3 separate regions of the Mus musculus genome follow, and regions 1 and 2 are each linked to region 3. A link is a contact called in public promoter capture Hi-C data. All regions are on one chromosome and are shown on one strand. The core of a region is the stretch at or near the end of the contact, and the rest is flanking DNA. Distances in the headings are between cores, read along the strand shown. Region 1 has its middle 15 kb from the start of Olfr97. Region 2 holds the start of Olfr94 (olfactory receptor 94). Region 3 holds the start of Trim26 (tripartite motif-containing 26).

Evidence for each region. Promoter capture Hi-C pulls out the DNA fragments that hold promoters and counts their contacts.
Region 1: a contact with region 3 is called in a promoter capture Hi-C map of second pharyngeal arch cranial neural crest. The contact joins the enhancer-like site here to the promoter of Trim26 in region 3. A contact is called at or near these places in 5 of 39 promoter capture datasets (cranial neural crest, embryonic stem cells, frontonasal cranial neural crest and 2 more), 7 of 115 datasets of contacts at active chromatin or transcription factors (embryonic stem cells and pancreatic cancer cells) and 3 of 9 other capture datasets (adipose tissue, embryonic stem cells and liver).
Region 2: a contact with region 3 is called in a promoter capture Hi-C map of embryonic stem cells, with 5 times the contacts expected there. The contact joins the promoter of Olfr94 here to the promoter of Trim26 in region 3. A contact is called at or near these places in 23 of 39 promoter capture datasets (the 3T3-L1 cell line, 3T3-L1-derived adipocytes, the HPC-7 cell line and 13 more), 5 of 15 datasets of contacts at CTCF or cohesin (the NIH/3T3 cell line, embryonic stem cells and stem cell-derived epiblast-like cells), 47 of 484 Hi-C or Micro-C datasets (the G1E-ER4 cell line, the HL-1 cell line, the HPC-7 cell line and 17 more), 16 of 115 datasets of contacts at active chromatin or transcription factors (T-cell acute lymphoblastic leukemia, astrocytes, embryonic stem cells and 2 more) and 2 of 9 other capture datasets (adipose tissue and liver).

What each region holds. Positions count from the first base shown.
Region 1 is chr17:37,245,590-37,248,289 of GRCm38.p6, reverse strand. No RefSeq gene overlaps it. Among named protein-coding and RNA genes, the nearest start is that of Olfr97, 15 kb to the right of the region's middle. Within about 2 kb of position 1,344, at least 41 of the 459 cell types and tissues checked have an H3K27ac peak or open chromatin away from gene starts, as enhancers often do. A contact at or near this core is called in second pharyngeal arch cranial neural crest, where this site is marked.
Region 2 is chr17:37,196,518-37,199,217 of GRCm38.p6, reverse strand. It overlaps Olfr94 (olfactory receptor 94), which reads left to right and starts at 1,252. Exons shown (of 1, transcript NM_001011518.1): 1 at 1,252-2,412. The coding sequence starts at 1,252. The coding sequence ends at 2,412.
Region 3 is chr17:36,835,760-36,838,459 of GRCm38.p6, reverse strand. Trim26 (tripartite motif-containing 26) reads right to left here and starts at 1,314. Exons shown (of 10, transcript NM_001025599.3): 1 at 1,196-1,314; 2 at 888-995.

The sequences.
Region 1 (2,700 bases), core at 95-2,594, 410 kb before region 3:
ACAGCAGGGCCATAAAGGTCTATGAAAAAAGCCTTAAGCCACATGCCTTTAATCCCAGAACTTGGGAGGCAGAGACAGGTAGATTTCTGAGTTCAAGGCCAGCCTGGTCTACAGAGTGAGTTCCAGGACAGCCAGAGCTATACATACGTTTCGAAAAAACGAAACAAAAAACAAAAACAAAAGCCTTAATCCTAGCCCAAGCGAAGCTGCTAGAACTAGGACTGCAGACTCAGGGAAGGATATAAAACACATGACATATGAAAGAAGTATAATAAAGCTTTCTGGAGTGTCTGTTCTCAGCAGGGACCTTCCACTCTGATTATGGCTTTTCTGTCCCATGTTCCCATGCACAGTAGATGGTCAGTACCGAGACTCAGGCAAGGCTAGCATTTGTTAATGATACTGCTTCCTAGTTTATGTTGCTCACAATGATACATCATTGTGACATTCATTTGTGTATACAAGTGCTTGTGCATGCAAACAAGTATGCTATTACCTATTTTATGGGATAAAGTGGTCTCTGTAATACTTTATACACCTTAAGTAAACACCTCTTCAAAATGTAACTAAACATCTTTAAATGAGTCAAAAAATATTTTTCCAGAATTGTAATTTTAGAAATTAGATCTTTAAGATTTAGTTATTTGTGACTTAGATGTAAATTGTTTAAACTGTGTATATTCAGTCTGCATGTGGTTGATTCAAATCTATAATCTCAGTACCAGGAGAGCAGAAAAAGGAGAATCTCTGGAATTTACTGGCTAGCTGGTCTAACCAAATTGGCAAGATCCCATCTGAAGATAGATAGAAAAGATAGAGGGAGATACACAGTACTGGCTTACACATACATACACATAAACACACACATACACTCACATATGCACACATACAAACATATAAACACAAGCAAACACACACACAAACATTCATGCATACTTACATGCATATACACACACATACATACAAGCACTAAAGACATAATTACATTATACACCCAAGTATCCACATCATATACTCATAGATAGACATTAAAATACAATGATAACATAAAATAAACAATTGTGTCATTTGAGATTGTGGTCCAAATGTCTTCCCAGAGAAGAGTCAGGGAAAATTCCAACATCAGAACCCTTCCCAGATAACCCCGGGCCAGTGGGCAAGCAATGGATTGGGGGTGGGGCAGGGAGTGGAACTCAGGACCAGGAGGAGAAGGGATCCCGAAAATCTGGTCACGACACCCTTGTTTCTCCCTTTAGAGGTTATTTCCTTTCCAACCCCTGAACTCACCAGCACCTGTTTGGGTAAGAGCCAAAGCCACCACCGCCATCTGCAGGACAGCTCTGTTGCTTGAGGACCCCATCCTTCCCGTAGCCCTGATTAGATTCGCTAAGTACCTGCCAGCCAATTATAATGAGAGTTGCAGAAGCATCATCAGTATCCAGGCAAAAGTACCTGACAAAGTTTACAAAGTTACAAAGAAGTGAAACCTCAGAGGAAATGGAGGAATCTCCAATGCTGGGTTAAACCTGGAAACTGGGCTTGGATTTGATCTCTGTTCTCCTACACTGAGTACTTAATGTCATGTTTCCTAGAACGTTTCTAATATTCTAGGATCAGTATGTTCTCTACAACAAACAAAACATGTTTTTTTGTTTTATGTGTACTGATGTTTTGCTTATATTTATGTCTGTGCACCTCATAAGTGTCTGGTAACAGCAGAGCTAGAAGTAGGCATCTGACACCATGGAACTGGCGTTACTGGTCATATTAATTGCCACATGAGTGCTGGAAATAAGACTCAGGCAGACTCCACGGATAACTTTTATGAGTTAGGTCTACCAATAATTATCACACTTGGAAGCTAGAAGTGTTAAGGTCCTACCTGGGGGTACACACTTATAAACCCAGTCTCCAGGACATATAGGATTTTGGAAGGAGTTCAAGGTTGTCTTCAGCTAGGGAATTTAGTACCTGTAGCCACCACCAGCCAGTGGGTACTGGATTCCTGAAAGAAAAGATGGGGTTTTGGATGGGAAAGGCTGCGAGAGAAATAATAAGCCAAGACAAAGTTCTGATCAAGGCCAATGTTTACTTATGAGTCTGAGTTTATAAAGGCGGGGGGGGGGGGGGGGGACCCATCCCCCACCAAGCCAGGATCCTGTTGCTTTGTCAGGATAGTGTCAGGAGAACAGGTTCACCTACTCAACAGGTGTCTTGGAGGAAAACTGTAGATGTGGCATGACAATAGACTTTACCTAGGTCAGAGGACTCCACCCTAGGTGGGCTTGCTGGCTGTGGCAAGCCAGGTCTGAGTCAGCCTGCTCAAGGCTGGGGGAAGGGTACAGTTCCTCCCTTTTTATTTATTAAAAATAGCTGGACAGGGGCGTAAAATTTACTTATGCTCCATGGTCCTGCCTGGGAATTAAGTTGGCTCGCAGCCATGCCTGTCTTAGCACTGAATCTAATTGGCCTTTTTCTGACCCATCTCAGAGTACACATGCAGCTTGTTTGTGTTTATTTGCACAAACATGACATTTTAGTGTTTATTAAGAAAAACACAGCCTTTGACACATGCCCCTGTCTTAGGTTGAAATAAAAACCATAGACCAGTGGCCCGCCTTTGGCTGCTGGCCCTCATTGCACACCTTTTTCCCAATCATACCAAAGCCACAGCATGCGCTCAATGCATTTCTTCATAGA
Region 2 (2,700 bases), core at 3-2,502, 360 kb before region 3:
CAAGTTTTATCTATTCTATCAACCATGATAATTTCTGTATCCCCCAGATTGTTGAATTCAGTATCAATACCTAGAGCCTTGAAATCGAGGTCCTTTTTGTTTCTTGCATTTCTTTTAAATTTGTTTGAGAAACAGTTGACAGGAAAGCCCATGATAGACCCAAGAAGTCAAATTCCACCACCATTTACACATGACAAACTTGAAGGAGAATGATATGAAATGATTTCTACATCTCAAATAACCAACCAGACACTGTTGTTTTAGCTGAGTACAGTTTGAGGCCTGAGGGCTCCTCATTTCTGGTCTGATAGGAAGTATTCCAGTATAACATGTTAAAAACAAACTCACAGAGTAGGAGCATAGCTCAGTCTGAGCATGCTTAGCATGTGCAAGGTCCCAGATTCAATCCCCAGCCCAAGGGGGGGGGGGGCGAGGCACAATAAACTTTAAACGGGTTTATTTGAGCAAATAGCTATTTCTGAATCAGGCAAAAGTGGTTCAGTGGGCCACAGCCGGGAAACATAGGGAACATTTTGATAGGATGAACACAGAAGTAAAACAAAGAAACATTTGGGTGGATGCTGGACACTGTAGCTCATGATTATAATCCTAGCTCTCTGGAGGTTGACACAAGAGGATCAGGAGTTCAAAGGCCATCCTCTGCCTCTCAAGTAGAACTGAAGGCCAACCTGGGCTTCATGAGGCCCTACTGGAAAGAAGGGAGGGCGGGAGAGAGAGAAGCAGGCAGGGAGAGAAGGAAAGAAACCTCAAGACAGGCAGAGACAACGGAGGCAGAGAGGAAGGAAAGGAGACTAAGGACAAAAATATTTGATTGGCTACAGTTACCATATTTGGTGTAGTCCAGTGGAAACTATAGCTAGATATTTCTTGGCTCCTCCTATCAGAGCGCACTTGGCTTTAACTGTTGCATAAACAGAAAAGTGGATGATACTGCTCCATCTAGTCTCACTCAGGCTTAACTCTTAGACAACGCCCACTTTTAAGGAAAACTGGGGGCGGGGTGCTCAGAGTGGAGTATGCCCTTCTTATACAAAGTATCTTTATAGCTGCCCTTAGGAGGAATGCTGAATTTCTTCCTTAATCCCTGGAAGGGCAACCAGAACCAGGAACACAGACCTGGTTAGCTAGCGATAGACTTAGGACAATTTGATCTTGTAAGTTGTGTCTAATTGGCTCACCTGTTAAGCACAGTTTCTATCCCCCTTGAAGGACTTGTAAAGGAATACTGGGATGTGGCTATGTAACAAAACCAAAACTTGGGCATGTGCCGAGTTTATCCCATATTGGAGGTTCTTGTTTGTTGTGGTTAGCGGTAAGACAGGGTTTTACTATGTAGCTCTGGCTGGCCTCGAACTCACAGAAATTTCTGGCCTTTGCCTCCCAGCGCAAGGCCCGCAACACTGTCTAGCATTAAATATTTTTGTCTCGCCTTCCGAACCTTCTTGGAGTTTTCCCCCTCAGGCTAACCACAGCTCAGCGGAGCGCTTCCTACTGCTGGGTTTCAGCGACTGGCCCTCTCTGCAGCCTGTCCTCTTCGCACTGGTCCTTCTCTGCTACCTACTAACGCTCACCGGCAACGCGGCGTTGGTGCTGCTGGCCATTCGCGACCCTCGCCTGCACACACCCATGTACTACTTCCTTTGCCACTTGGCTCTGGTGGATGTGGGTTTCACCACTAGTGTGGTGCCACCGCTGCTGGCCAGCCTGCGCGGCTCAATGCTGCAGCTACCGCGCGCTGGGTGCATGGCTCAGCTGTGCTCATCGCTGGCGCTGGGCTCCGCCGAGTGCGTGCTGCTGGCCGTCATGGCGCTGGACCGCGCGGCTGCGGTATGCAACCCTCTGCGCTACACCTCACTGGCCTCGCCGCTACTGTGCCGCACGCTGGCCGGAGTCTCCTGGCTCGGTGGCCTGGCCAACTCCGCGGCGCAGACCGCCCTGCTGGCCGCGCGTCCCCTGTGCGCACCCCGCTGTCTGGACCATTTCATCTGCGAGTTGCCGGCGCTGCTGCAGCTGGCCTGCCGCGGCGGCCGCAGCGCCACCGAGCGCCAGATGTTCGCCGCGCGTGTGGTCATCCTGTTGGTGCCTTCGGCGGTCATCCTGGCCTCCTACATCGCCGTGGGCCGCGCGGTCTGGGGCATGCACTCCAGCTCTGGCTGGCGGAAAGCGGCGAGCACATGTGGCTCTCACTTGACCGCGGTCTGCCTATTTTATGGCTCTGCCACCTACACCTACCTGCAACCCACGCATAGTTACAACCAGGGCCGTGGCAAATTCGTCTCGCTCTTCTACACGGTGGTCACTCCCGCTCTCAATCCTCTCATCTACACACTGAGGAACAAGGAAGTGAAGGGGGCGGCACTGAGGCTCTTGCGGAGTCTGGGGAGGCCATAGGTGGGACAGTGAAAAAACTGAGAAGGGCTCAGAGTCCTGGAAATAGGATGCTCATAATTTTTGTCTGTGCATAAGGATCTGCAAGTTTTGTGCTCCGTGAGTTCTGGGTTAGTAGCGAGATTCTTTTCTCTCACCGGGTAGGGTTTGAATTCTTGCGGGGTGCGGAGAGGGGACTCCTGAAATATATAAACACTCTTAAATGGTGATGTGGTAAATGGCTCTTGGGACTCTCAGTAAGGAGGGAAGCAGGATGCAGGAGGGGGTCAGATGCACTCTGAGGAGACTTTG
Region 3 (2,700 bases), core at 65-2,564:
GTGAAAAGGAAAAGGTGAATAAATATAGTGTGTGGACTTTGGCCAATAATAATGTGTTATTTGTCAATGAAAGGAAATCAGTTGGGAGTTATAGACACTTCACACACTGTTTTCTCAATTTTTTCTGTAAATGTACAACTGTTCTAAAAAAAATTAAGTGTATTCAAAAGTGTGGGCAGATGCCTGTAATCTCTGTAATCGAAGCACTCGAGGCAGGAGGCTAACCTGGGCTGCCATGGTCAGTTTCAGACCATTTTGGATACATGGAGACACCCTGTCGTTGTCATCACCATCGTCATCATTATCAAATTTAAAAGTTGCAGTTTTAAAGGCATTAATGAAAGCTTTCTTTTAGAAAAATATGGGTTTGTTTGTTTGTTTGTTTTAACTTGGGAGGAATACTCTAGGCATCATGAATCCATCTCACTAACAAGGGGTTCAGGCATGCATGAACGAGCGCATGTCATTCTTCCCTTCTTTGAAACACACACAAATGGTTGTGTTGTCAAAATCTGGAATGTACGGGGAATTGTTAAGTGTCTCCTCCTATTCACTTCCCAAAGTTAAATTCATACATTTCTTTTCTTTTCTTTTTTTTTTTTTTGGGTGGGGGTGGGGGTGGGGGTCAAGACAGGGGCTCTCTTTGTAGCCCTGGTTATCCTAGAATTCATTTAGTCTGTAAACCAGACTGGCCTCTAACTCCCAAGCACTGGGTGTAAAGGCGTGCACCAGTCCACAGCCAGGTTTATACTTTCTTTTCCTAAGCTAATTAGGTAGTAAAATCATCAGTGATAACGAACGCACAGCTCTTGGTACAACTAGCTAAACCAGTTTACTCTGAGGATAAATAAATAAAAAAAAAATAAACAGATACATAAATATAAGACCTGCTTCTGGTCATGCAGGGCTCCAAGCCACCAGGTGGAACGTCATCCGGGTCCCGCTCACTTCTGGCTCTGGGGACTGGAAGAGACTGAAGTAAGTCTGGGTTGGACCTGAGGAGGAAGGAACACGGCGAGCTCAGGGCGAAAGGCCCAAAGGCGAGCCGGGGACGCGGCGCTCACGCGAGCTCGCCGTCCCGCGCGCCCGGGCCTGGTTAGCCCTGCCCAGGGCCCGCGGCCGCCTTCGCTGTCCCCACCCGGGTCGCACGGCGGCCGCTCCTCCGCGTCTCCTCACCAGTGCAAACCGCACTCACCCGCGCCGCTCTCCGGGCCGGGTCACTCCTCTCCCTGGAGCTGCTCCGCGGGGTAGGTCCTGAGCAAGCAGCCGGCACCACAGTCTCCCCGCCCAGCAGTCTCCGGGAGCTCCGGGCCCTCCGCCGAGATTTCTCTGGGACCAGCCCTGGGATTGGCTCTTGCCAAACTCCATCCTCCAATGGGAACTTCAGGATTCTTGACGTCACTGATCACTGGGCAAATCCCCAGGCAGCGGCCAAAGAGGTGAAGCGGCCGGGCCCGAGAAAAGGAAAGTGAAATCGGAAGCGGCCAGTGCGTCACGGTTGTCTTCCAGCTGCTGAGGTCGCGCGAGGCCTCGTGTAGGTTAGGGTGCTGAAGCCCCCATAGCTTTCGAGACCCCATTTCTGATTCCCTGCGGTTAGGGGTGGGCTGGGGTGTCTGCAAGGGCTGGGTTTTAGATGGGGTTTCCTCCTCAGGGCCTGCCTCTAACTAAGATCAGACCAGTCTATCAAGTTTTTCCAAGATCCATCACAAATATCATTTTCGAAGCTCCTGGCTAGGATGAACCATTTTTGACAACTAGCCTTCCTTACACAAGGCAGGTGCTGTTCCTGCTGTACAGAACAAAGTAAACACACATACACATTCCACACTCCACCCCACACCACAGTGATAGTTCAGTGGGTAAAGATGCTTGCCACCAAATCAGATGACTGGCTTTCAAATCCCATATCCCCCACATGATGGGACATGAGAACATCTATTCTGGTTGTCCTCTAAGCTCCACAAGCACATGCACTCTCCACCTACGCTAAATAAATAAATGCAAAACATTTAAAGATCCTGGCGCTAGGGAAACCGAGGCATTAGAGTTCAATACCAGCCTGGGCTACGAAGGGGGAATTTGTTGAAAACTGAGAAAAACTACAGAACCTGCAATATCTGGTACTGAGGCCCTCTACAGGAGCTTTGAGAGCCTCCTGCAGCTCCACAGCCAAGGACTCGACCACGCCCACTAGCCTGAAAGCCCTTTTTGCACACAGCTTTCTGCTCTGCAGGAAATCCACAGTTCCTGCTACTTCCAAAGAAGTAGTCCGAGCTGCAGGAGGGCTCCGAGTCCTAAGTCCTAACATTTCACCAACATATGGGGAGTGCTTTTGAGTTTCCTGTGAGCTGTTGTAGGGGGTGGAGCGGAGTTCTGGATGCCTGTGCTCTGGACTTTGATCTCAGCACACCCTAAAATCACTAGATACCTGCTCTTTCAGTTGATATTGGGGGTGGGAGCTTTGTTTTGTTTTGTTTAGAGACAGAGTCTCACTATGTAGCTCTGGCTGTCCTGGAACTCGCTCTGTAGACCAGGCTGCCCATATTCAGTACCGGTTCTTCCCACTCTGCCTGCGTTTCCCTTATATCTACAATAAAAATCTTCTCCATACTTAAGGAATAGTCACAGGGAGTACCTCAACGATGGTCAGAGCCAAGGAATGCTGCCAAAAAAAAAAAAAATCATATTACACAACAGAGC